Regions from separate parts of the Mus musculus genome. Here regions 2, 3, 4 and 5 are each linked to region 1. The links are chromatin contacts, called in public HiChIP or PLAC-seq maps. All regions are on one chromosome and are shown on one strand. Each heading gives the region's core, a stretch centred on a gene start, on an enhancer-like site or on the middle of the called end of the contact. The rest is flanking DNA. Distances are from core to core; before and after follow the strand shown.

Region 1 (4,958 bases), core at 1,639-4,138:
AGCGACTGGTGAAGGTGCAGCCTCAGCTGAAATTGACAGCTGAGGACTGAAGGGGTCATGCAAAGTTGAGACTTGGCACCATGGAAAAAGCCTATGAAAGGCTATTGGTGAAGTCTAGTTGCAGCAGAAGACCCCTGTGTATTGGAGATGCCAGTACCATGGGATGGTCACCATGAACAGAAGCAGCAATGGAATGGAGTCAACCAGAGCCTAGAATGCTATGAGCTGGAGATGTAACCCAAGCCCTTTGGAGGAGTCCAGAACATCATGTATAGATCCCAGACACTGAAACAAGAAGCTGTGATGTTGAAGTTGCCTTGGAGACCCAAAGATGTTAAAAATGCCAGAGCCGTGGGATATCTGCAGAGGAAAGTTGCTAACAGAGAGTGGAACCAGCCCAGGAGAAAGAACTTTACTGCAATCAATATAAATGAAAATGAGTTGAGATCTAAAGACCACTTTAACATCAGACATGAGATGCAGAGTTTGGAGTTTGCCCAGCTGGTTTCCTGTCTTTCTTTGGGGATTAGAGTTAAGTGATTGGATGAATCTCAGAATAGACCTTGAACTTGGACTAAATTGTTGACACTGCTATAAACTATGGGGACTTTGGAAATGGGACCAAATGTACTTCTTTATTATGCTACGACCAAGTACTCATAGACTCATACGTTTTAACAAGCCGATGGAGGCCAGGGAGTAGAATGTGATGCTTTGTATAAGCTTGGCACAGGGAGTAGCACTATTAAAAGGAGTGGCCCTATTGGAGTAGGTGTGTCACTGTGAGTATGGGCTTTCAGACCCTCATTCTAGCTGCCTGGAAGCCAGTATTCAGCCAGCAGCCTACAGATGAAGATGTAGAACTCTCAGCTTGCCTGCACCATGCCTGCCTGGATGCTGCATGTTCCCATTTTGATGATAATGGACTGAACCTCTGAACCTGTAAGCCAGGCCCAATTAAATGTTGTCCTTATAAGAGTTGCCTTGGTCATGGTGTTCATTCACAGCAGTAAAACCCTAACTAAGACATTCAGCATAGGCAGAAATAAGGATATGAACTCAGAAAAGTTCTGGGTAGAACAAAACAAGGAGTCACAGCTCCACGGAAGTAAACCAAGCACAGGCTAAGGCTACATTCTCCAAGCAATTCTAGTCACAGTTCAAAACAAAATCCAAAAGCAATTTGTTAATAATAGCCTCTTTTTTAATTTGTCTTTTTTCTATATGACAGGCATTGTGAATAATGTTTTCCACACTTTATCTTAATTCCTCACAACTTATGAGGCAGGTACTACTACTAAGCCTTTTAAAATAAGGGGGGAGGGTGTGAATAGTGTAAGAAAAGTAACCAAAGTCATATAGCTGGTGAGCCAAATCCGAATCAAATTATCTGAAGTCAAAACCCCAACTAATTCTTAAATGTTGCCAACTCTGAACAGTTTATCTAGTTGTCGCTGTTGCTGTTGCTGTTTAAGCTACAAGATAGCAAGTAATGACTTTTAATTCCAGGATGATTCTACCTATTAAATCCCAAACTAGAAAGGTGGCATTCACTGGAAAGGTGAGAAAGGTAGATGAATGCTGGAAAATATGGGTTTTAAGAGGATGGATAGAAGTAACATTCCTAAGGGGCAGACACCTAGGGCAGGAAAACACGCCAGCTTGTCTAAGTGTTAACTATGAGACTACTCATCTAGGAACACTGGCTACAAGATGCTGATGTCAGGAAGAGGCAAACACATTCCATTGTCTTTCCACTGATTCTTGGTGAAAACCATGAAGACAATGAGACAAAGAACAAAAGATGATGCTAAGGGACAGAGCCAATTCCCAACTTAAAGATCGAGAGCTGTGGAAACAGACACAGGTCTAGGTTCCAATTCCACACTACTAGATGTGGGAAATTAGGGCCAGTTTCTTATCCTCTCCAAACTCTACAGTTCTTATCCGTTAAATGGACTACTAGGATCCATCCACACCTCAAGATAGGGGCAAAGAATATAAAACATGGAGAGTACTTAAAGATATTTCTATTATTTTAAACATTTCCCACGAACAACAGCGTTTTCTTACATCACTCCAGATTTTAGCTTATTTATTTCATTTTTGAGACCAAGTTTCACGTATCACTGACTGACCTCGAACTTGCTATAAAGCCTTGGATGACTTTGCACCTCTGATCCCCCTGCCTCCACCTCCTTAGTGCTCAATATGTGCCCGGTTTATGTGGAGCTGGGGATTGAACCCAGGACTTCCTGCGTGTTGGGCTAGCACTCTACTGAAGGCTCTCACTCCATCCGCTAGGTTCTTTCCACAGCGGTCACTATTGCCTCTCTGTTCTGTCACCACTGCTGCACCACATGTCCCTACCCGGAGTGTCACCGCATTTCTATCACTTTTCCCAGCACTGCGGAAAGTAGAAGAGTCAGACCTGGGTAGCGACACCCAACAGACCACTAGTGAGGCCCCGTTGGCCGGGTCCGCCCCTTTCCCACACCACCCTGACCCTAAGTCCACCACAGCGGCAACACCTCCGGGCTGCACCCACCCTCGCTCCCCAGAGCCCCGCCGAACGTGCCCCGAGCCCACCTCACCTTCTCGTAGTTTTGCATGAGGCGGCTGATCCCCTCGCGCTCGACCTGCCATTCCGGCTTCTTTAGCTGCTTCCTCCGCTCCTTCTTTTGGTGCTGCCTGTGGCTGTGTTTTTTCTTCCAGCGATTAAAGCTCCGCACCGGGTCGGGTCGGGTTCCCTGACCCAGAGAAGCAACCGTTTTGCCCATGGCGGGGGCTGCCAGGACCCACGACGCCGCTACACGGGAGCCTCCTCGCTCCTCAAGGCACAGCACGGAAGACGCGAAACCAGCGTGTGGAGAAGGCGCAGGGGCGCACGCGCAAGTCCGGGAACCCGCCCCCAAGCTGGGGAGAGTGGGCACACATTAATGACGACAGGCAATGCGCGGACGATGATTGGTGATTTGGCTTCCGCTGGGCGGGGCGATCTTAAGACGCCAGGGGAAAGCGTGCACGGAGGAACTGGGCGTGCTCCACTGCTTCCGAGAGTGCTTGGGGCTTCCGGAAACAGCGCAAGTACACTGCTTATTGCTAGTATGGTGAAGTCATACTCAGCGTAAAGTACTGCTTTTCATTTACTCTGGATTCAAGTGTGCCCAACATTCGCGAGTACACTGCTATACGTTATAGAGTATGTAGGTCGTAGTTACTTTGTAGATCAGACTGGCCTCAAATTTATAAGAATTCACCTGCCTCCTGAATACTCTAATTTCAGTTAAATGCCACCGTGTTGACTCAAAATGCTTTAAAGCAAACTTTTCAATTAACAAAAAGTTACATAATACAGAAAAATACACTTACACATAGACATCGTAAAGATGCCTCTGGAGAGCATCCTAAACATCAATCACCATTTATCTTACAAAGTGTCAAAAACAAACAAAACAAAACAAAACAAAAACCAAACCCTGAGATGATTACTGTGTTAGTCACTGAACTATTACTGTGAAGAGACACCATGACCAAGGCAACTTTTATAGAAAGAAGCATCATTTAACTGGGCTGGCTTACAGTTTCACAGGTTTAGTCCATTATCATCATGACAGGGAAGGCATGCCAGCATCCAGGTGGGCACTGGAGCAGTACCTAAGAGCTGCATCCTGATCCATAGGCAGGACACAGACACACAGACACACACACACACACCTGCGTGCGCACGCACACGCACGTACGCACGCATGAACAGCGACACTGTGCCTGGCATGGACTTTTGAAACTCCAAAGTTTTGAAACTGTGACTCCAAATATATGAGCCTATGGAAATCATTCTTATTCAAACCATCACATTTACTCTCAGTTTTAACAACTGGGTGGCCTTAACTGAATATTCACATTGTATATTTTATAGTGATTTTTTTTTTCAAGACAGGGTTTCTCTGTGTAGCACTGGCTGTTCTGGAACTCACTCTGTAGACCAGGCTGGCCTCGAACTCAGAAATCCACCTACCTCTGCCTCCCAAGTGCTGGGATTAAAGGCGTGTGCCACCACTGCCCAGCTATAATGATTTTTAAGTTAAGTAAATGTTTATTTCCACGACTATGACTATAGCTATAAGTTAAACCAAGATTTTTTTTCATATTTTCCATCACTACACTTTTTTTGTTTTGTTTTGTTTTGTTTTTCGAGACAGGGTTTCTCTGTATAGCTGTCCTGGAACTCACTTTGTAGACCAGGCTGGCCTCGAACTAAGAAATCCCTCTGCCTCCCAAGTGCCTCCCAAGTGCTGGGATTAAAGGTGTGTGCCACCAAACCCTGCTATCACTATACTTTTTAAATGCACTCACACATGCACACACACACACACACACACAAACACCATGTGTCTTGTGAACTTTTCCAAGGGCAAGTGAAATAGGGCACCAACAATGACTAAAGCAAGGAATGGATTCTACCCCTTAGAGAACCAATGAGTATAATTATCCAGACCATTGAGATTTCTTTTTAAAGTATGAGCAATGTTAGGCAGCTCCACCACTGATGAAAAAAAAAAATGTATCTCTCAGCTCCTCAGGAACCCCTCCCCTGTAGTGTGACTGGGATATTCTCTTTGAGGGCTATAACTGTCTAGCCAATAAACTCAGGAGGACTTGGTATTGATGCAAAGGTGCCAGAAAAATCAACAAATGTTGGAGCTCTCAAAATCAGAGACCAACATCGAGTTCTTATCCCACAGATCCTACCAATGAAACCCAGTCAGACAGAAACAGTGGACAAGTGAGTTCAAAAGTAGAACAGTTCATTAAATCCTGATAAGGAGGCAGAGGTCCTGAGAACAGAGTAAAGATGGTAAGCCAGAGCTGCCCAACAGAAGACATCCAAGGGTGAACTGCCATTATCCAGCTTTTTGCCTGTTTATTTGTTTGCTTTTAAAGGGGGAGGGCTTTCC
Region 2 (5,688 bases), core at 1,780-4,279, 320 kb after region 1:
ATTTGGGTGAGAGATTACTAACAGCAGAAATGACTGCAGCATGACTTTAAAAAACCACCCAAGCCTGGATGACAGCTCACAAAATCTAGAAACCTGGAGTGTACTGTACAGCTCAGCTGGTTTGAGGCCTTTCCAGGTAGCTCTGTTGATCTGAGACTCTTCCAGGCAAGTGGGCTAGTTTCTTTTTTTTTTTTTTCTTTCGTAGGTAGCTTGGGTGATGTACCTCTTCAGGCTTCTGTGCTGGTCTGTGACTGTCTCTTTGCAGTCCTTACTGTTTATATATGCCTCTTGGAGGAGGGACTGGTGACTGATTAGCCACAGTGACTTCCTGAAGTTATTGAGTTGTTTACTAACTGAGTTTAAGGAGCTTCCCTGTAGGATGCAGTTTTACTTCCCTGCTAACAGCCAGTGTCTTAAGGAGCCTCCCTACAAGATGAGGGTTTTAATCTCTCTCTCTCTCTATATATATATATATATATGTGTGTGTGTGTGTGTGTGTGTGTATGTGTGTATGTGTATATATATGTATACATACACAAATATGCGAACAAATGTATGTATATCTATATAGGTATATATAATGCTATAAGTAACCATTGGATAATTTACTTAGTATCTCTCTGATAACCATCATTCAGAAATATTGTAGTATCTGAGGTCAACCTTTTAAATTAGTGTTTATTATAGTAAAATTTCTTACAGTGTTGGTTTGGTTGTTAACTAACTTGTGCTTGTCTTGTAGAATTTTACTTTCAATTTGAGAGGTATAACAATTGCAGTTTTGAATTATTTACTTTCAGGATTTAAAATATCCTTTCCTGAACTTCTAAATTAAGGGCTGTTGACAAGAGATCTCATGTCTTAATGTTTTTGCCTCTATGTGTGAATTGGTGTTTTTCCCTCACATTTTTACTGTTTTTGTTTGTTTGTTTGTTTGTTTGTTTGTTTTGAAAATTTGGCTACTGTGTTGTAAGGGTGCTCTTTTCTGATCACTATTGTTTTGGGATTTTTGTTTTGTTTAGTTTCTTTTCTTTTCTTTTTTAAGATTTCTCTACATATGTATATGGCTATTGTGCATGCTTGCTGCCCACTAAAGTTAAAGGAAGCCACTGTATTCCCAGGAACTGGATGGTTATGAGCCACCATGTGTGTATAAGCAGCATGGTGTGGCTGGCTATACCAGCTGGCTTCTTTATGGAGAAAAGCCCACCTAATCTACTCCTATCTCTAATCCATGTGGCTCTCCCCTTTTTTCTCCATTGGTGATTTTATTACTTTGACTTTATTCCATCCAAACTCCAGGTCTCACAAACACCACTTCTAATTCATTATAACCCTTTTCCCCACGGTGCTTTGTTTTGTTTGTCCTTTTGTTTTTTGAGACGGGGTTTCTCTGTGTAGCCTTTTTGCTCTGTAGATGAGGTTGGCCTTTAACAAACAAAAATCCTCCTGCCTCTGCTGCTGTGCCACTGTCAGACACTCAGCCCCAAGGGGCTTTCTTGAACAGCTATATTGATCAAAGTACAGTTCAATTTCCTTCTCAGTTTCATTGACATTTGTAGATTCAGCCAGCCACAGGTAGAACATTTCTGAAGAGTTAAAAATTACATTTGTGCCAAATACCTTTCTCATCATTTTTCTCTGAACAGTACAATATTAGCTATTAACATGGTATTTGTATTGTATCGTATGACTAACCTAGATGTGATAAAAGGATATGTCTCTGTTACATGTATAACTCCAATTTTCTGTAAGGAACCTGGTCATGTGCATGCATTATCTATGGGATCTATTCATTCAGAGACACTGAGAGAATTGGTGCACTAAGTACTATCTGGAACATTAAAAGTTGTAGCCCTGAAGGTTGAATTCATGTTTGCCTGAAATTAAAGCAAATCGTTGGTTCTGTATCTAGATTTCCTCTATAGAGTGTGTGAGTCTATTTTGTAAAACAATGTAAGTATTAAAAAAATAAGTATATAGAAGCAAATAAGTTGATTAACTCATTATAATGTCATCTGACTCATTCTCTTTCAGAAGAATATATTCTTTCACAAAGAATTAATTTATAATTTCTAATGAATTAATTTATAATTCCAGGAAAACAGGTAAATAATTTGACAAACTTGTCCAGTCTTTCAGAAGCATGTCATACGCAGAGGTGAGCATAAAATATGTTGCATCATAAGCTATTAAAATGCTTAAATGACTAATTTTGGTTGCTAAAAATGAGATTTTTTTTAAATTTTCGTTTCGGTAGAACTGAAGCTTCTGATAAGAATATAGCCACTGAACTTGGGAAAAAAATGGAAGACACCACGATTTCCCTCTCAGGAGAGAGGGTAGCTCCTCCCAGCAAGCCATTTGAAAGTCATAGGCGGGTGCTTTGTTTCGATAGTACTGTTTCTTCTGTTGCAAATACACAGGGGTCACTGTATAAGATGACCTCCGAAAACAAAGAAAAGAAGGAAGCATCCTTTTCTCATCTTGACTCACCCATTCTGTCCTCTACCTTAAAACCACCTCCTAATAACGCCATCAAAAGAGAGAGAGAGAAAACCGTGCCCAAGATTTTATCTAAATCAGAAACTGCCTCTAGTCGACACACCACTGTGAAAGAAGTTCAGTCTGAAAAGAAAGTTTCCCCCACAGAAGTGGCCCTTGAGTCTCTCCATAAAGCAACAGCTAACAAGGAGAATGAATTGTGCGGTGATGGGGAAAGGCCGAAGAATGCAGACACCTCAAAACTGCCTGGTGGGCAGCAGAATGGGAGCTTGAGGAACGAAAAAGCCATAGCCTCGCTGCAGGAATTGACCAAAAAACAAGCCACACCCTCAAACAATAAAAATGCCACTTCTGTAGGTGGAACTGTGAAGGATCAAAAACAAGAGCAGAGTAAACCTGCCAGTTCTTTAATTGGGGCAGAAATACTGCAGGATGTTCCCATCCACAGCCCAGCCAATAGGAGTGCCGATACTGACTTGCCAGTACCCCGGACCCCTGGCTCAGGAGCAGGGGAAAAGCATAAAGAAGAGCCTAGTGACAGTATGAAGGCCCCCGCTAGTAGACGCTGTGGTGAAGAAGGCAGCATGCCAAGAGTAATGATCCCTCCTGTCACTGCAGACTTGCCTGCCTGCAGCCCAGCCAGTGAAACAGGCAGTGAAAACAGTGTGAGCATGGCTGCCCACACGCTCATGATTCTCTCCAGAGCAGCAATTGCTAGGACTACAGCAACTCCTCTAAAAGATAACACGCAGCAGTTTAGAACATCTTCAAGGAGCACTACAAAGAAACGGAAAATTGAGGAATTAGATGAGTGTGAGAGAAACTCCCGCACGTCTGGTAAAAATCTTGCTAATTCATCAGTACCAATGAAAAAGAAGAAAATCAAGGCAAGTTTGAAAGTTCTCATTTCAATTCTACTCCTGTCCCTTCAGTATCTAGAGAGTTCAGTTGTGTTTGCTGCAGCTACATAGATAACTATACCTCCAAAACTATACACTTAGTAGTGTTTCCTAGTCACAATGATACAAGTTGTCTATGTATCATCCTGAGGAAAAGTGAATGTTTCTGTCATGGTATCACCCAGTATTTTTCATGGAAATACAAAAAGTGTGAAAGCCTGGGAAACAACCATTAAATGAATTACCAAATAAAACACCTCATGCCGGGCGGTGGTGGCGCACGCCTTTAATCCCAGTACTTGGGAGGCAGAGGCAGGTGGATTTCTGAGTTCGAGGCCAGCCTGGTCTACAAAGTGAGTTGTTCCAGGACAGCCAGGGCTACACAGAGAAACCCTGTCTTGAAAAAAAAAAAAAGCAAAAAAAAAAAAAAAGAAAAAAGAAAAAAACCCACCTCCTGGTCTCCATCCCTTCCATAGTCTATAATGATGGTCCTAGCAGAGGAGCAGAAAAACTCATGTTCTTGTTTTTTTCTGTAACCATGGTTGTCTGTAGTAAGGCAGTACAAGGATGGTAGCATTGATAAATAAAGTGCATTTATTTAAAGTTTGTTTTACCAAGTAGATTAAACGGAAAGCATGTGAATGTCCTACTCACAGGAGAAAGTATAGTAAGTTAGGAGTGGTTTTTAGGTTTGGTGTCCTGCAAGCCTGAGTTTGAATTCTCTTATCAAGTGTATGCCATTCCTGTGCCTGCCTGTTCATGTCTAGTCTCTGGTCTCTTCCTCTGTGCCTCATCATTGAACCTAAAATTGTCTCACCCTGTGGTTTTGTAGTCTGTTTTAGGCTAACACTTTAAAAAGCATCTCCTCTATCTTAACATTTGGAGCTTGGTGAGTGAGTGGTATTCTTTAATGTGTGTTAGCAAAGGGGTCCTCTAGCTTCAAGGCTGATCCACTATAGAGTTCAATTCTTGAGAACCATGAAGAAGCAAAAACACTCCCAAAAGCAGTCCTTTGACTTACACACATACACACATGCACACAATAAATCAGTATAGTATAGTAAAACAGTATCTGTTGGTAATGTTTTGTAAGTTTATGATTTGACACAAATGACCATTTTAAAGGAAGCATGTCTCTTGTCTGAACATTCATATATATACTCTAGATTTGTTTTTTTGCCTTTTGCCCTAAACTAACGTTGAATTGGGTTAATAAAACCTGTCTGTCTTTCCCTATGGAAATAAATTCTAACAAACTCAAAAATGATGCAATTTTAATAATAAAGAGCCTAATACGGTGTTTTAGGTGATTTGCTAAGAAAATTATCTGGCCTAGAGTTTATTGTTTTTCCTTCTCTTCTTTTTTGTTTGTTTTGACAGAAAAAGAAGCTACCTAGTTCATTTCCAGCAGGAATGGATGTGGACAAATTCTTGCTCTCATTGCATTATGATGAGTGAACGAACACCCAGACACAGAGACCAGTAGCTATTTAAAACTAGTGTCCTTCAGATGGCGAGTAGGAAACGGGCCAGAGACAGACTGCGAACATGACCTGCACTTTGACTGTACTGAGGTTTCACTTTATATCTAAGTCATGCTGTTTCTGAAGCAGCTTCCTAGTTTGTAAATAGACTCTCATGGAATATTTGTATTCTAAAAGAACATACGCAGAAATGTAAGTAAACCCAATCTGCAAAACTGTACAGCTTTGACACTGTATATTGTACATGTGTATATTGTGTAAAAATAGAGCTTAAATCAACCTAATATTCCCACACTGTCTTGATTGACTTCGCCCGAGGCTTATTCTTCTGGAGTACTTTCTCATCTCCTTTGGAGGAAGATGATAATTATTCTTACAAATTACCTTCAGCCAATATTAGATAAGCCACTAAGTAAAAAATAATAATGATAACCACCTCAACTGGTTAGTAAAATATCTAATCAGTAAACAACAGTTGGATGATGATTTCCCCCTAGAGTCAATATTTTATCACCCTTCATAAATTTCAGTAAAAACTATATTTCTGAAGTTTTATACTTTATTCTGATCATCTATTCTCTTTGTTTTAAAGAGATTTTTATAAACCATTTATTAAGTGTTCTGATATTTCACTTACAACTTTTTGAAATCTTTTACAGAACATTAAGTGGTTAGACTATTGAGCCATAAAAATTTGAGTTATGTAGTAGTCGAGATTTCTTGATTATATGTAAACTTTCCCTAAGCACTGGGGATACAAAGAATTGCACTAATTCATAGACTTTTTCACATACTAGTGA
Region 3 (4,963 bases), core at 367-2,866, 270 kb after region 1:
TGCTAAGCAATCTCACTGGCACGTTTTAAAACTTAATAAAATTTAGTCAACATACAAACAGTGGGTCCCTACTAAAAACTCACTTCACATAAATTTTATGTTCTTAATTTTGCATAGCTGTTCAGCTTTTTTTCTCTTAACACTTGTTAGACATGTTATAATATACAGCAATAAAATGGTAACCTTCATCTAAAGTAATAGAACATAAATTATAATCACCAATAAAAAACTTCTTTCTGCTTAGCTGTTGTGATATTTCTTCAATCAGACCAATTTATATCAAAATTACTAATAAGATGAACTCCCACCATGATAGAATTATCTTTCTAATTAATACTATTAATACTATATCTCAAAACATCACATACTTTCTTATATAACATACCATTCTGGCACACTTTGAAAAAACTTCATTGCAGCTTTTGAGTTTTTCATAGTGAGACTTACAAGAATTTTTTCGACTACAAGATGAGGAAAATTACTAAAAAAGAAAACAAAAAACTTTACTTAAAAGACCATACACCATTAAAAAGAACTTTAATATGCATGTATATATAGCTACCAATTATGATCCTTAAAATTCAGATTCCACACTAAAAATGCTTTCATTTGTCCTGAATCACTAGTATTGAAAGTTTATTAAAGAGGTTAGAGCAATGTACTATGGTTTCTAAAACTGCTGGTTACATATAATTTTAAAAGCAGGATTTCTTTTTCTGGATTGTTTATTTATTGTTGTTATGTGAATTTCCCTGCATCAATGTCTATGCTTCTTGTGTGCCTGATGCACAAAATCGCCAAAAGAAGGCATCAAGATACTTTGAAACTAGAGTTATAGACACATATAAATTGGAGTAGATGCTCACAGTTGTGGGCTTCCATGTAGGTGCTAAGAATTGAACGCAGCCAAGTGCTTGTTCTTGTTTAAGCCATCTTTCCAGCACCCTCTGCCCTAACAATATTTCTGAGATAAAAGGTTATGAACTAAAGGTAAAACACTATGCTCTACCCTCCTGGGGAACAGTAAACTGGGCTAGTCCTAGGGCTTAAGCCCTACTTTGTTTTCTCATCATTCATGTATCAAATTTCTCGATATCCATTATGATTAAGGAATAAGATAAGATATAGAATGAAGGGGGCGGACCTGAAGCTAAGGTCCTGTTCCTCAATTGGCTCTTGACCTGTCAGTGAAGAAAGCTAGGGGCCAATTGCTGAGTGGAAGGTACAAGCGGGACTTCCGGGTCTCAGGAGGTCTCAGGAGGAAAAGGCAGACGCAAGGAAGGAGAAGAGGAGCTTTTGCTATGCTTTGGAGGGAGAAGCCAGTAACCATGTGAGGTTTCAAGAAGAGCTGGGCCTGTGGTCAGTACTACAGGTGGGTGGCCAGGGGCTATGTGAGACCAGCCAGTGAAGTTTAGGGCAGGTGGGAGGAGTAGAGATAAAAATATTATTAAGGACATGCTTTTCCAGGCAGGACATAGCAGTGCCCAGCAATTGTGTCTTAAGGCAAGTTGAAAAGGAAAAAAAAACTGTGTGTGTCTTTTGTCCAAGGATTCAAAGGAAGTGGGTGGGGCCTGGTAGCAAAGCCCACCTCCTGGAGCAAAGGTGGGTAGAACAAATGGGAAGCCAGGAGGGGGCTGTTAGCCTGCTGCTCTTGGAGCAAAGGCCAGTAGAGTGTAAAACTACAATAGTGTCACAAAGAAACACTACAGAGCAGGTGTGGTAGCACACTCCTTTAATCCTAGCACTCAGGAGGCAGAGGTAGGGGAATTCCTATAAGAGGCTAGCTTAGTCTTGGTCTATATAGGGAGTTCCAAGCCAGATCAGAGTTACACAGTGAGACCATGTAACAAACCAACCAAACCAACCAATCAAACAAACAAAACCAACAGGCAAAAGGAAAAAAAAGGAAAAAAACCCCAAAAAACAGATGCTAAATTTAATGAAAGAAAGACATTTTAGTGTCCTACAATGGAGTAGGTAATCATGAAAAATTCGGTGTTTTTTTTTTCTTTTAAAAGAAACCATGGTTTTCAATGTGTTCCTCATAAGAAGATTACAACTACTTAAGAAGATAATATATTAATGGTGATTTAAACATTTTACAATGCATGTGTGTATCAAATACTAGATGTCATATCACAAATATGAAAACTTTTTATAAATGTTAAATTTTTAAGAAACAATTATGTGTCTATCCTTCATGAAAATCTCCCATATCCTACAGTGAGTTAACCTTGCATTTCAGAAATGATCCAGCACAAAGATACAGATGATTTGTAATATTTTAGAGATAACTCCAGGAAATTCTGCACTGTGAGCATAAAATAAAGCTATCTGATATCAAATATGTAGAGAGAGCCTTATAAAATTAAACAAGAAAACATGCAGAGTCAGAGCAAAACAAGAATGCAGGAGTATGCCAAAAAAAGCAGAATTACCTCTGAAGAATTGGAGGCAGCTCTGTGCTGTCTTCTAAGTCATCCTCTAACTGGTAGAATAAGAGCCACCTCATTATTGACTCCTTTACAGAAAAACTTCTATTTGCTTCACACACACTTTGTTCTGTTCCCATTTTTATTGCATCTGGAACTACACAGATGCTAAGTGCCAAAGTCAAGCAGCATACTGAAGGACTACAAAGAAACACAAGGAGACTGTTAGCAGCAAGCTCTCTGGAGGGCAGACGCTTTACCTCTGCTGCTTAGCACTCACTAAGTCTATCATGCTCAGGGCAATATGAGGAACATTTTGTAAACAAAGCTGGGAAAGAAAGATTACATTTCAGAAAACTCTTCTGATGTAAAATTTTTGTCCCGGGGGCAGGAGAAATGGCTCAGAGGTTAAGAGCACTGCCTGCTCTTTCAGAGGTCTTGAGTTCACTTCCCAGCAACCACATTATGGCTCACAATCATTCATTCATATATCTATATCTCTTGGGATCTGATGCTCTCTCTCTCTCTCTCTCTCTCTCTCAAGATATATATATATCTTGGGATCTGATGGGATCTGATGCCCTCTTCTGGCATGCAGGTAAACATATAGATAGAGCACTCATACATATAACTGTCCAATAAAAATGCACTGAGCTACAAGAATGTGTATGAATATTGAATAATTATAAATTATAGTCAAGAATTTAAAATTTATAATCCTATACCGAAAACTGGTCTTAAAAATAAAAAGATAGGACATGGCTCACATCTTTAAACCTAGCATCTAGGAAGCATAAGCAGCCTATGTCTTAAGTGCAAGGTCAGCCAATCATAGACGTTAGCCAAGGCTACACAGGAAGATCCTAACTCAAAAATATGAAAAATAAAAAAATTAAAATTGTCCTTCACAAAAAAATCTCAGTATTATTGATTATTTTGGGCCAACAAAACACAAAAGATTTATTATATCTTTCGCTGATATAATAACAAACTACAAAAATAATCAAGGATACATTTGTGTGTTTATGTAAAATCAAATATTATACAACCTACCTAGAAGGTTTACAGGCTGAGCCAGTAAATAACTTCCAGAATTCTCTGTCAAGTTCAACTAAACTACCTTGAATGATGGCCTCAAGTAAACCAAAGTTTTCAGTTTGTGTTTGTCCAGAACTTATACCACGAAAGGTAATAGACCAAATTTTGATCCATAGTTTCAATAAATCTGACTTCTGAGAGCTTTCCAGGTTTGATTTCTTGCCTTGACATAAGGCAACTTCCTTAAGGCATCGTAACACATATGGGATGCGTTCTCCACGTCGCTGTTGAGGCAGAAGCTGGTACAGTATCAGTATTAATGGAGACAGCTCACAGTTAGGTAAACTGGAAGGATATTTTGATATTAATCGGGTTGTAATCTGTAGCCTGAAAGGAAAAAAGAAAAGGATTTCTGTGAATTCTTTTCAATCTTTAACAACATAAAAGAAAACAAAGATGCAAATACTATACCTTTCTATATCCTAACTACAGTATCATCTTCACTCTTTTCAATATTGTTTTTTAAGTAAATTAACTGCTGATACTGACTAGGCCCTGCTGCCAATTACAGAAGGAAGAATCACACGATCTGGCTAGCTATGTCTTTACATAAAATCTCAAAAACAACCCATTTTCTGATCTTTTGGCACCAAAAATACTTCATATTAGAAAAATATAACTGAAACACTTGTCTTTGACACCAATTTAGCATTCAACACAATGTTCTGTGAATATTCCAGAACAATAGTTCTCAACCTATGGGTCACAAGCCCTTTGGGAGTCGACAACCCTTTCACGGGGGTTGCCTATTTCAGATATTTACATTGTGATTAATAACAATCATAACATTACAGTTCAGTTATAAAGTAGCAACAAAAATAATTTTCTGTTGGGAGTCACTGCAACATGAGAACTGTATTAAAGATTTGCAGCATTGGAAACATTAAGAACCACTGCTCAAGGAGTGCTAATCAAAACCAAGGAGCCTATGTTATTCACTGCTAAGTGTGGCACAGAAAAGCCATTCAGTAATTCTTTTTGTTTGTGGGTTTTTGTTGTTGTTGTTGTTGTTTTATGAGGCAGGGTTTCTCTGTGTAGCCCTGGCTGGCCTTGAACTCAGAGACTCACATGCCTATGCCTCCTAAATAAATGCTGGGGTTGAAAGCCAGCACCACCTTCACCCAGCTAGTAATTCTTGATTAAATAGACAGATTAAGAATCTAAAGCCATGGAAGATTTATATAATCTGAAGAGAAACGAGAAAAAAAGAGTCAATGAAAAGATTCCTAGTGATAGGTCTGTTGTATGCAGACCTAAGCCTACCGTGATCATCAGAGAGGCTTTATCCAGCAACTGACAGGAGCAGATGCAGCCAAACATTATGCACATCACCCCCAGGAGAATCATAGGGGCTCAGAGACTGAAGCCGTAATTATGGAGCTAGGATCCCCTGCATACATTTTATGGTTGTGTAACTTAGTGCTCTCGTGGGA
Region 4 (4,855 bases), core at 1,738-4,237, 460 kb after region 1:
AGGCAAGTATCACAATGCCCACCTGATCTTGTTCCTTCTTTGTTATGCTGGTAGTTAAAACCCACCAGAATGCTAATTTAAATACTATAAAGTAAAACTAATGGTGATAATTATCTGATAATCACTTCATTGTTCTGTAATATATTTCAAACTATCTCATAAGCTCCCTAAGGTAAGTTCCTTTTTTCTTTATGTCTAATCACCAGTAAACCTAATATAATATTTCCCACAAATTCCTCAGGTTACGACTGTAATGACAGACATATATCTTCAAGTACCCTTGAAGGAGATCCACGATTCAAAGCAAATGTCTTCGTTTTCTAGAAGCCATGGGATGACTTAACATCAGTTGTTCTGAATACCGTTTTATGGTGAGGCATTCTGCTAAATGCTAGAAAGGCAACTACTGTAGGTAGCTACTGAAATATGTATTTATATGAATATATCATTGGTAAAGAGCCAAACTAAGCAAAGTATGACTCATCATAAATGTTCTCTAACTGTCCTTGCATTATTGGGTGGTTTTAATAATGTATACATAAAATGAATTGCTATTTAGATTCTTCTCAAAGCCATTACAAAACCCTCAATTAGCAAAGGTTTACATTCTAGCAAATTAATTATCCTTCACCTTCCTGTCGATAGGGTGAGGAATTACTTTTAAGTAAATAGACAGAGGAAGATTTTACTATCTTTAAAGGGTAAAGCAAACGCTCTTAGTAAATGCTTTTTCTCCCCCTCCGGACCTTGAAATATCGCCAAGATCATCTCTGATTAAGATCACAAATGGAAGACTCAGTAAAGGATTTCACGAGTGATTGAACCGGAAGAAGTCTTAGAAATCATAAAAATGTCTTCATTTTACAGATGGAGCACAAGTTTTAAAGAAAAAACCAAAACTGCTTCAATCAAAGGAGGCCAACTGAAAAGGAAACGACAATGTCTTCATGGAATTCTAAACAGTCCATGACCTTTAGCACCGCTCTGGAAGCTGGCCTTACCATGCATCACATCCCTTGTTATCTCTGTGTACCCGAGGAATCATTGTCAGACCCAGGAATGGAAATAAAAAAACAAACAAACAAACAAAACCACCAGGCTGGCCTTGAACTCAGAAATCCACCTGCCTCAGCCTCCCGAGTGCTGGGATTAAAGGCGTCTGCCACCACACCCGGCTCACTTTTTTTTTTTTTTTTTTTTTGAGACCACAGAGATATCTGCCTGTCTCTGCCTCCCGAGTGATGGGATTAAAGGCTTGTCCTATCACACTCTGACTAGAAGCCAAACTTCTGAATGTTGAACACTTTACACATGTAGGCTGAACTCTCTTGGAATGGATGCTGGCTGAATGAGGGCAAGCCACATTTGTTAAGTTCCTTAACGGAGTTCTTTATTTCACAAGCAAAAGTACTTGTTGAGAGATATAAAAATGCTTGCCTACAAGAGTTCCAATTGATCATGTGATTTTTAAAAAAAGATTTATTTTTTTTATTATATGTAAATACACTGTAGCCATCTTTAGACACACCAGAAGAGGGCATCAGATCTCATTAGGGATGGTTGTGAGCCACCATGTGGTTGCTGGGATTTGAACTCAGGACCTTCAGAATGAAGAACAGTCAGTGCGCTCTAAGCCATCTCTACCTACTAAGCCATCTCATCAGCCCCGATCATATGATTTTTAAAGAAACAATTCCCTACATTATCAGCTTTCTTACTTTGCTCTAGAACAAAGTACTCTTCGATCTCAAAAACTGGAAATACGCTTTAAATGTGATTTAATCTCAACTATCCAAGGAATTCAGTTTCATTTACTTTTTTTCTGTAAGGCCAGTCGACTTTATACAATCTTTCAGGTTCCCCAGTAAACAACCAGAATGAGACTATTTACTTGAGACTGACTCTCTCCCCATTTAGAAAAGTGCTTTCTTCTGTTGTCACATACAGAATGTTACGAATCCATCAGTGAAATAAAGGAAGGGTTGCAGACAACCCTCAGTATTATCTTTTTCACACCAAAGCGTCAAAGGTGACAAACTTTTAAAGGAAACTTCACCCTATAAATGCAAACACACACCCTTAGTTGTCTCAGTGACTCCGATGTTGCATTTAGTTGTTTTCCAAGACCTACTCCCGAGGGTCATGGCCCAGAATTTTCTGATGACCACACTCGGTGCTTTCAGATGTTTAAACCATTACCGCATGCATCTCTCTGTGAACCGTTCCGAGGGCTGGAACCCCGTCTGGAATTCTGCTTGCTGAGAACTAAAGATTTTTCACAGACCTGGGAACCCCACTTGGCATATTTCCCGGGCCTGAAAGAGGCTTGGTCAAGGCTTGGAGGAGGTGCTAGGAGGAGGGTGGCTGAGGCAGGGTGTGTGTGAACGGCGAGCGAAGTCGAGTTTGGGGAGAAGGCAGCGGTGGAGCCAAAGGGACCCAAACGGCCAAGAGGAGCAGACAGAGCTGGGAAAGACCGGCGACCCTGATTCGGACAGGAAAGGAGACAGAAAGGGGGCGCAGGAAATCCGCACTAAAGAAAGAAGAAACTGCGGAGGAGGAAGTCGCCCCTGGAAGGGGAGGGGCGAAGGGGAAGCGAGCACCGAGCGCTAGCACTTTCGAGAGCCTGTGGCGGGTGCCTCCCTACCTGAAGCGCTCCTGCCCCGCCGTGTCCCAGAGCTGCAGCTTGATCCTCTTGCCCGGCTCAATCTCCAGCAGGCGCGAGAAGAAGTCCACGCCGACTGTGGGGTCGCAGGCGGGGGAGTGCAGCCCTGGGAAGCGGCCCTGGGTGAAGCGGTGCAGAAGGCACGACTTGCCCACCGTGGAGTCTCCGATCACAATAAGGCGGAACTGATAGATCCAAATAGTCTCCATCGCCTACGTGCCCCGTGCGCTCAGGAGCAAGTTCTGCCTAAGGAACTGTCCCTTCAGCACCTACGCGGCGCGCGCCCGCCCGCTTCCAGCATCTTCCTGCGGCTGCGGCCGCCGCCTGGTAGCCGCCCTCTGGGGAAGGAGGGGCGGGGCCGCGGGCAGGGGGCGTGGACTTGGTCTGATTGGGGTGGGGCTTGAGAGTGAGGGCGGGGCCACGAGTTTGGAAGGGACCGTAGGTAGGGGTGTGATCGTGAGTTGGGGGCGGGAACCTAACTTGCAGAGCAGCTGCGTCGGGCAGGGGGCCGGGCCCCAGCTGTAAGGGGAGGGAACTGACGTTGTAGAGGCGGGTCATTGGTCGTGCGGGGGCGGGGCCTCTAACTAGAGGGGCGCGGCGAGAGCGTCGGCTGAGGGGATAGGGAAGTAGCAGAACTCTAGACGACCTTAGCGTATTCTAGTGCAGATCTTGCTGGAAATGGACAAGGAATGGGTGTGGCGAAAGGATGTGACAGCAATAGCAACCAATGAAAATGTACTCAAGGGCTAAACTCCAGAAAGGTCAGCCAATGGGAAGTGAGAGTCATTTTCTCTCACGCATCTGCGAAGGCTCTCTTCAGACTAAGACCCTAGTTTTGAAAGTCAGTCAGGCTTCTGTATGTGGATTCGTGGTGTCCGGGTTCTCAGAAGATTCCAGTTGACAGTTTCCTCTGAAGAAAACAAATTTGCAGAACTAGTTCTGATAGTTTCTGTTAAGGATTGCCTGTTGCTGTTTGCCACAGCGTTTTCAGGATGGTTCTAGCCCTATGCTCGTTGGGGCCCTTCAGCCTGGGAAAAACTTAAAATGTTGAGAAGCTCATACGAGTCATCATTATTCTCGGTCTATAGCTGCCCTCTGCTTGCGTATGACCAAAGACCTAATAAACGAAGCGTAATTTAAATGTTGGTGAGACCTTACTGTGTTCTCTTCTGGACTGGGATGTAGCCCCCAGGTGGTAGAGTTGCCTAGCAACATGAAACCCTGGGTTTAGTCCCCAACTCCGCATAAAACAAATATGGTGGCCCACGGTTATTATTCCACCACATGGGGCTCGAGGATCAGAAGTTTAAGATTATATCCTGTAACTCTCTGTGTCAGCTACACAGAGGACAGAGGCAGATGGATTTCTCAGTTCAAGACCAGCCTGGTCTACAGAGTGAGTTCCAGGACAGCTAGGACTGTGCAAATTTCTTGCCAACCATTTCATTCTTTTCTTGCAACATCTAACTATCACACTCATCCTTAATTCCTTTCTTTGTTTTGGAGGAAGAAGCGTGACTTTCAGAGAACTCTTCTTTCCTCTGCCATGCATCTTTAGGCCCCTGTCTGCAATTAGTCAATCTTTATTTTATGTGGTATGTATCTTGTCTCCCTTCTACAATTGTTCTTCCTTCCTTCCTTCCTTCCTTCCTTCCTTCCTTCCTTCCTTCCTTCCTACTTTCCTTCCTTCCTTCCTTCCCCCTCTTTCTTCCTCCCTCCTTCCTGTTTATTTATTTATTATTTTTGTTTTGTTGAGACAGGGTTTTTTATGTACCCCTGGCTATCCTAGAACTAGTGTTGTCAACCAGATTGGTCTCGAACTCACAAAGATCCGCCTGCCTCTGCATCCCTAGCGCTGGGCTTAAAAGAGTGCACCACCACCACCACCACCACCTGGCTCTACTATTAGTTTCTACTCCTCTGCCTACAACCATATTTGAGTGTTCTCAGTCCTAAAGCTAATTAATCAGAACCCCCTCGGTGATGTTTCTTTGCTTCCACCATCTTGTTCCTTTTCACGTATTCAAAAGAGCCCTCCTCCCTCATTTCTTGTCCACAAGACTATCTTTAACAAACCTTCATACACTTTCTATGCCGCAGACTCTCATGAAACAATTGTTTCAGATAACTGTGCATGAGACCCCCTAATTATCAGATTCAACCTACCTGTTCTCATCATTCTCACCTCTGACC
Region 5 (4,877 bases), core at 781-3,280, 390 kb after region 1:
AATAAAAAAACCAAAAGATAAAAAGGATATGAAACTTAAGAGGTGGCTCTCGGTGATTAGTAGCAATAGCTGCTCTTCCAAAGGACCCAGACTGGGTTGTTAGCACCCACATGGTGGCTCACAAATAGCTTTGTGAGATCTGCTTCTGAGAGATCTGAGGCTATCTTCTAACTTATATGGATACCAGGCACATACTCATACACATAAAACAAACAAACAAACAAACAAACAAACAAACAAACAAACAAAAAGGGTAAAGGATGTAGCTCAGTTGGTAGGTTGAATATTTGCTTAGTATACAAAAAGCCCTGGATAGGATACTAATAATTCATTTCCCAACACTGAATAAACCATACACAGTGCACTGAATCTGTAATCCCAACACTCAGAAGTAGAGACAGGAAGATTAGGTAGTCTTTTAAGGTCCTCCCTGGCTACAAAGGGGGGTTGAGACCATCCAAGGCTAAAGACCTTGTCTCCAAAACTAAACAAATCAGTAACAATTAAACTTAAAAGCAAGCCCAAGTAAAACCCAAACAGGGAAACAGTGCCCCATGCTCCCTGAGTAGCCCAGTAATGTGTAATATAGTCCCCCAAACTTGAATTATTTAAAAAAAAAAAAAGTTTAAAAGCTTACCCTTTTTGCTTCAAAGGCAATTCAAGTTTAAATATAGTAGCATCATTAACAACTGCTTTATATGCCTGTAAAATAAAATCCAATTTGGAATGGAATGAGATTTAATATTTAAAATATAGAAACTACGTGTTCGCTGAGACAAGTAAATCTGAATCAGGTATTTTTCTCAGTTTACTTATTTTTTTTGTCGTGCTAGAACTGCATGAAGACTGCAAAATACATACACTATTACTGACTTTTATCTCCAACTCAATTTTAATTTTTACTCAGTAACTTTTTTCTTTTTTTGCCTTAGTAATTTTTTTAAAATAAAACATTATTATTATTGGTGTAGTGGTAGGCACAGGATGTGCCATGTGCGTGTATGCTGTGACGTGAGGCTCCCTTCTACTTAGACCTGTTCTAGAGAAAAGACATCATGACAACTGACTCATCCTCTAAGCTACCTCACTGATCCCCTCCTAGGTAACTGTTCCAAATATTCCAGCACATTCCTTGTCACAATGTAACCACCACCATTCTCTCTCCAGTGAGGTCATAACCTCTACCTGCCCTGTTCAGCTTCTTAAACAACAGTTTGTTCTATCTCCTTTCTCCTAAAACTGCCAACATTTTCTTTCCAGTGTCCATCCTCAACAAATGGTACGTTCTCCCATTTCACTGAGAAAACTGTGACTGTCAGAGAAGATGCAATGCTAATGTTCCTATGGGACACAAAACCAACTAACTTTAAAGGAACTCTCACAGGAGCTCCACCAAAGGACAGAGGTGGCTCAACAGGTAAAGGCAGCTGCTGCTAAGCCTGATGCCCTTGTTTTGAGAGAACCATCTCTTGGAAGTTGTCCTTTGACCTCCATACTCAAATACAGCTCAGAATACACACCCTCTCTCACCCCAGCAAAATAAATAACATATATATGTTAAAGAAAAATTATCAGCCAGAGGTGGTGAGTACATGCTTGTAATCCCAGCACTCAGAGGCAGAGACAGGTGGATTTCTGAGTTCCAGACCAGCTTGTCTGTTTATAGACTAAGTTCCAGTCAGCCATGGCTACATAGAAAAACCCTGTCTAAAAACAAAACAAAACAGAAGATGAGAGAGAGAGAGGTTATATACAGATATGGCTCTGCTTAGGATGAGCCATGGAGAGCAGCAGTGTAGCAAGGCTGGTCTTAAAGGGAGAATGGAGAATGAAGAAAAATCTAACCAGCAGGAACCTTCAAAACACAGGAAAATATCCCTGGAAAAAATGAAGAAGGGAGAAGCTTCCTGGTTGAATCCGAGTTCACAATAATACAAAAAGACTAAGCAAAATGTAAAAAATAGAGCTGCTGTGCTCTACAGAAAATCTGAGTTCCTGAATTCTTAGTTCTCAACTCAGCAGTATGACGCCACTGCTCAGTCAGTCAACTCTACAGTGTCAGCGTTTATACAAAATGGCCAAAAAGAGAAGATCACCTTATCTCTTGCAGTAAGGAAACGAGGATCATCCTGAAAAGCTTCTTTGACCAGTTTACTGAATCTATTAAACAGTGTAAGTAATTGCTCCACATACTTCTCAGAGTCCTGGAAACAGAATGTTTTCATATTAGCTTTTAAAAGAAAATACGGTTTAAACTTGGGGGAAATTATTTTCTTAAAAGTAAATCTGAATGATTTACTAGTCTGCTGTTTCAACCACTATTGTAGATGTGGCTTTGGAACTACTTACAGTAGTGATGGTTTCAGCTGCGGCCACCATGTCTGCTAGGCCCGCACTTATAATATGCTCCTCCAAGTCCTTCAACATCGGCTCTATCCCATTAGGAACTTTGTCCATCAAGGAAAACATCAAATGTAACTCTGAAAGGACACAACACATTCATATAATTACTTTATAAGAATAAAATTGTTTCTTCATTAATGTCTGTGGCCTTCTGTTTTTTATTTTGTGACATGATCTCACTACACCCTAGCTGGCCTCAAACTCAAGACACCTACCTCCCTCTGCCTCCCAAGGTGTGAGGCACTATTGGCAGCTAGGTCTTCAGTCATAAGATTCTGAAGAAATGTTACTTGGGAGTTTGAAATATATTATTAGTATCATGTAGCTATAATTAGTCTAAAATTTAAGAGAAAAGTTTTGTTTGTTTTTAATTGCTGTTTTAAAAATAGGGTTTCACCTTGTAGCTCTTGCTGTCCTGGAACTCACTCTATAGTCCAGGCTGACCTCAATCTCAAGATCCGCCTGCATCTACCTCCTGAGTGCTCCAATTAAAGTTGTGGGCCAGCACTGCTGGGCAGGATAAACATTGCTGGTGTGTGAGAGAGCACGTGCACATACATGCGTGAGTGCACACCCTAAGCATGGCAAAGTCGGATGACAATCTAGGAGTCTTCCTTGCACCACCTGTGCTTTGGAGTCTGACCTCAGGTCAGCAGGCCTACTGAATCATCTTTGTTTTCTAAAAAGATGCACCAAATTTCTATACAAGTCAAATAACCAGTTCTAGTCTACACTGTCTACAACTTATACTGGTCTGTAAAAGCACAGTTCAACGTCAAGGAAAAAAAGACAAAAGCCTTCTCAAACAATAAGTGTTGGTCTATGCAGGAGAAAATGCACCTCCATCTACAAGAATGGCCTAACAGCAACTAATTAGGTGATGTACTTAAGATACCCGCTTAAAAGGTTCTGTCTTTGTGAGAGTTTACCTACTTTCAGTTTCATTTCGCTTGATCATGCCTTGGCATTCTGCTAAAATAGTCTCTTTAAAGGAGGTCACCAGCGCATTTACACAGCATTCCATGAGCTGAAACAGAAAGAACAGTAACAGCTACTATAAGCTTTACAGCACACGAATGAGTCAAATCATACTGTGGAACAGAAAAGAGAAAATAAGTACACTGAAAGTAGACTTTCTCTACCTTTACGCAGGATTGCTGTCAATGTATGGGTCAATGAACAAACCATACTACTATACCAAAGTAAAGGGAAAAACCCACAGAACTTAGGCTACAAACAAAATAAACTTTGGCTAACTTTTCTTACTTGGTGAAATCTGTATTAGAATTTTAATTCTACATATAATCCAAAAAGACATGAACATTTAAAAATAATACACACATGGTTAACAGCCTCTTGCCCAATATGGTAGGAAGTTCTGTCCCACCTGCGGAGGGATGTCACTCTACCATAGACCAACATACTCCCTTTAAACACTAATTGATTTTATGCTATTCCTATGAGAGCTTTGCCTGTGAGCATGGCTGGTGCCATCAGAGGCCATGAGATCCCTGGAACTGGATCCAGCTGTTTGTGAACTGCCTATGAAGGCGCTCAGCAGCAACAGTGCTTTCTTAACAGCTGAGCCTTCCTGCTAGACCCACACCCATGCACCTGCCCAGGAAAGTCAGATGAGACCAGCTAAGTTTAATCGTATGAAGCAACAAACAGATAAGCTTAAGGCATAGTCACTTAAATGTTTTCTGTTCCAACAAATGTTGCACATAAACATGTTGTGATTGGCAATCCAGAATTTTCAGATCCCAAAAATCTAGCCTGTTGTATTTCAAAATGTTGTAAAGACAGGTTTAAATGCTATGACTATTTGTTTTAATATTACAGATCAGTAAATCCAGATATGGTAGCAAACCTCTTAAATCCCAGCACTTGGGAAACTCAGGCAGCCAGGCCCCATCTCCAAACCAAGAGTGTCACAAAAGAGTACAAAAATAAAACAATAAAACAGCAGAATATATCACATCTCAAAACAATGATCGGGCTGACGAGATGGCTCAGTGGGTGAGAGCACTGACTGCTCTTCCAAAGGTCCTGAGTTCAAATCCCAGCAACCACATGGTGGCTCACAACTACCCGTAATGAGATCTGACGCCCTCTTCTGGTGCATCTGAAGCCAGCTACAGTGTACTTACATATAATAATAAATAAGTTTAAAAAAAACAAAAACAAAAACCATGATCATAACTCCATAAAACTTTTGTTGTAGGTATGTACAAATAAATTACAACAGACATCCATATAAACATATATACTGATATTTCATATATAAATATACATAAACATAAAATGTACTTCTTATTGTGGTTTACAAGGAGATTTAAATGGGAAGTCAAATTGAATTACAATTACAAAGACAATTACACAGAATTTAGTAACTGCCTCATTGAAAGGAATCTGGTAGAGGAGGCAGTTTCTAGTTTGAAACATTCAATTATTTCTAACAAGCATCTTCTATT

The links. HiChIP or PLAC-seq counts read pairs in DNA pulled down with a chosen protein or histone mark.
Region 2: an H3K27ac HiChIP or PLAC-seq map of embryonic stem cells shows a contact between it and region 1, with 4 times the contacts expected there. The contact joins the enhancer-like site here to the promoter of Ddx10 in region 1. A contact is called at or near these places in 7 of 39 promoter capture datasets (the 3T3-L1 cell line, the HPC-7 cell line, HPC-7-derived erythroid cells and 3 more), 1 of 15 datasets of contacts at CTCF or cohesin (the NIH/3T3 cell line), 5 of 484 Hi-C or Micro-C datasets (the AML12 cell line, cumulus cells and embryonic stem cells), 7 of 115 datasets of contacts at active chromatin or transcription factors (the SCID.adh cell line, bone marrow-derived macrophages, embryonic limb bud and 2 more) and 2 of 9 other capture datasets (adipose tissue and embryonic stem cells).
Region 3: an H3K4me3 HiChIP or PLAC-seq map of embryonic stem cells shows a contact between it and region 1, with 17 read pairs. The contact joins the enhancer-like site here to the promoter of Ddx10 in region 1. A contact is called at or near these places in 17 of 39 promoter capture datasets (3T3-L1-derived adipocytes, the C10 cell line, the HPC-7 cell line and 11 more), 2 of 15 datasets of contacts at CTCF or cohesin (pro-B cells and stem cell-derived epiblast-like cells), 21 of 484 Hi-C or Micro-C datasets (the Ba/F3 cell line, the C10 cell line, the HPC-7 cell line and 11 more), 22 of 115 datasets of contacts at active chromatin or transcription factors (the 230-238 cell line, CD8 T cells, the SCID.adh cell line and 13 more) and 4 of 9 other capture datasets (adipose tissue, embryonic stem cells, liver and 1 more).
Region 4: an H3K4me3 HiChIP or PLAC-seq map of the 230-238 cell line shows a contact between it and region 1, with 18 read pairs. The contact joins the promoter of Rab39 here to the promoter of Ddx10 in region 1. A contact is called at or near these places in 5 of 39 promoter capture datasets (hippocampal neurons, liver, neural stem cells and 2 more), 3 of 115 datasets of contacts at active chromatin or transcription factors (the 230-238 cell line and large pre-B cells) and 1 of 9 other capture datasets (liver).
Region 5: a contact with region 1 is called in an H3K27ac HiChIP or PLAC-seq map of microglia, with 4 times the contacts expected there. The contact joins the enhancer-like site here to the promoter of Ddx10 in region 1. A contact is called at or near these places in 12 of 39 promoter capture datasets (the C10 cell line, the HPC-7 cell line, HPC-7-derived erythroid cells and 8 more), 4 of 484 Hi-C or Micro-C datasets (cortical neurons, embryonic stem cells and liver), 5 of 115 datasets of contacts at active chromatin or transcription factors (the 230-238 cell line, embryonic stem cells, intestinal crypt epithelium and 1 more) and 2 of 9 other capture datasets (adipose tissue and liver).

Annotation. Positions count from the first base shown.
Region 1 is chr9:53,245,224-53,250,181 of GRCm38.p6, forward strand. It overlaps Ddx10 (DEAD box helicase 10), which reads right to left and starts at 2,889. Exons shown (of 18, transcript NM_029936.2): 1 at 2,595-2,889. The coding sequence starts at 2,780.
Region 2 is chr9:53,567,787-53,573,474 of GRCm38.p6, forward strand. Npat (nuclear protein in the AT region) reads left to right here. Exons shown (of 18, transcript NM_001081152.1): 16 at 2,101-2,161; 17 at 2,261-3,392; 18 at 4,785-5,688. The coding sequence ends at 4,862. Among named protein-coding and RNA genes, the nearest start is that of Npat, 34 kb to the left of the region's middle. Within about 2 kb of position 3,030, at least 6 of the 459 cell types and tissues checked have an H3K27ac peak or open chromatin away from gene starts, as enhancers often do. A contact at or near this core is called in embryonic stem cells, where this site is marked.
Region 3 is chr9:53,512,720-53,517,682 of GRCm38.p6, forward strand. Atm (ataxia telangiectasia mutated) reads right to left here. Exons shown (of 63, transcript NM_007499.3): 10 at 3,486-3,857; 11 at 2,439-2,633; 12 at 386-481. Among named protein-coding and RNA genes, the nearest start is that of Atm, 21 kb to the right of the region's middle. Within about 2 kb of position 1,617, at least 13 of the 459 cell types and tissues checked have an H3K27ac peak or open chromatin away from gene starts, as enhancers often do. A contact at or near this core is called in embryonic stem cells, where this site is marked.
Region 4 is chr9:53,703,245-53,708,099 of GRCm38.p6, forward strand. It overlaps Rab39 (RAB39, member RAS oncogene family), which reads right to left and starts at 2,988. Exons shown (of 2, transcript NM_175562.3): 1 at 2,645-2,988. The coding sequence starts at 2,871.
Region 5 is chr9:53,631,636-53,636,512 of GRCm38.p6, forward strand. It overlaps Cul5 (cullin 5), which reads right to left. Exons shown (of 19, transcript NM_027807.4): 8 at 3,337-3,430; 9 at 2,350-2,480; 10 at 2,097-2,204; 11 at 638-702. Among named protein-coding and RNA genes, the nearest start is that of Gm22304, 5.9 kb to the right of the region's middle. Within about 2 kb of position 2,031, at least 7 of the 459 cell types and tissues checked have an H3K27ac peak or open chromatin away from gene starts, as enhancers often do. A contact at or near this core is called in adipose tissue and microglia, where this site is marked.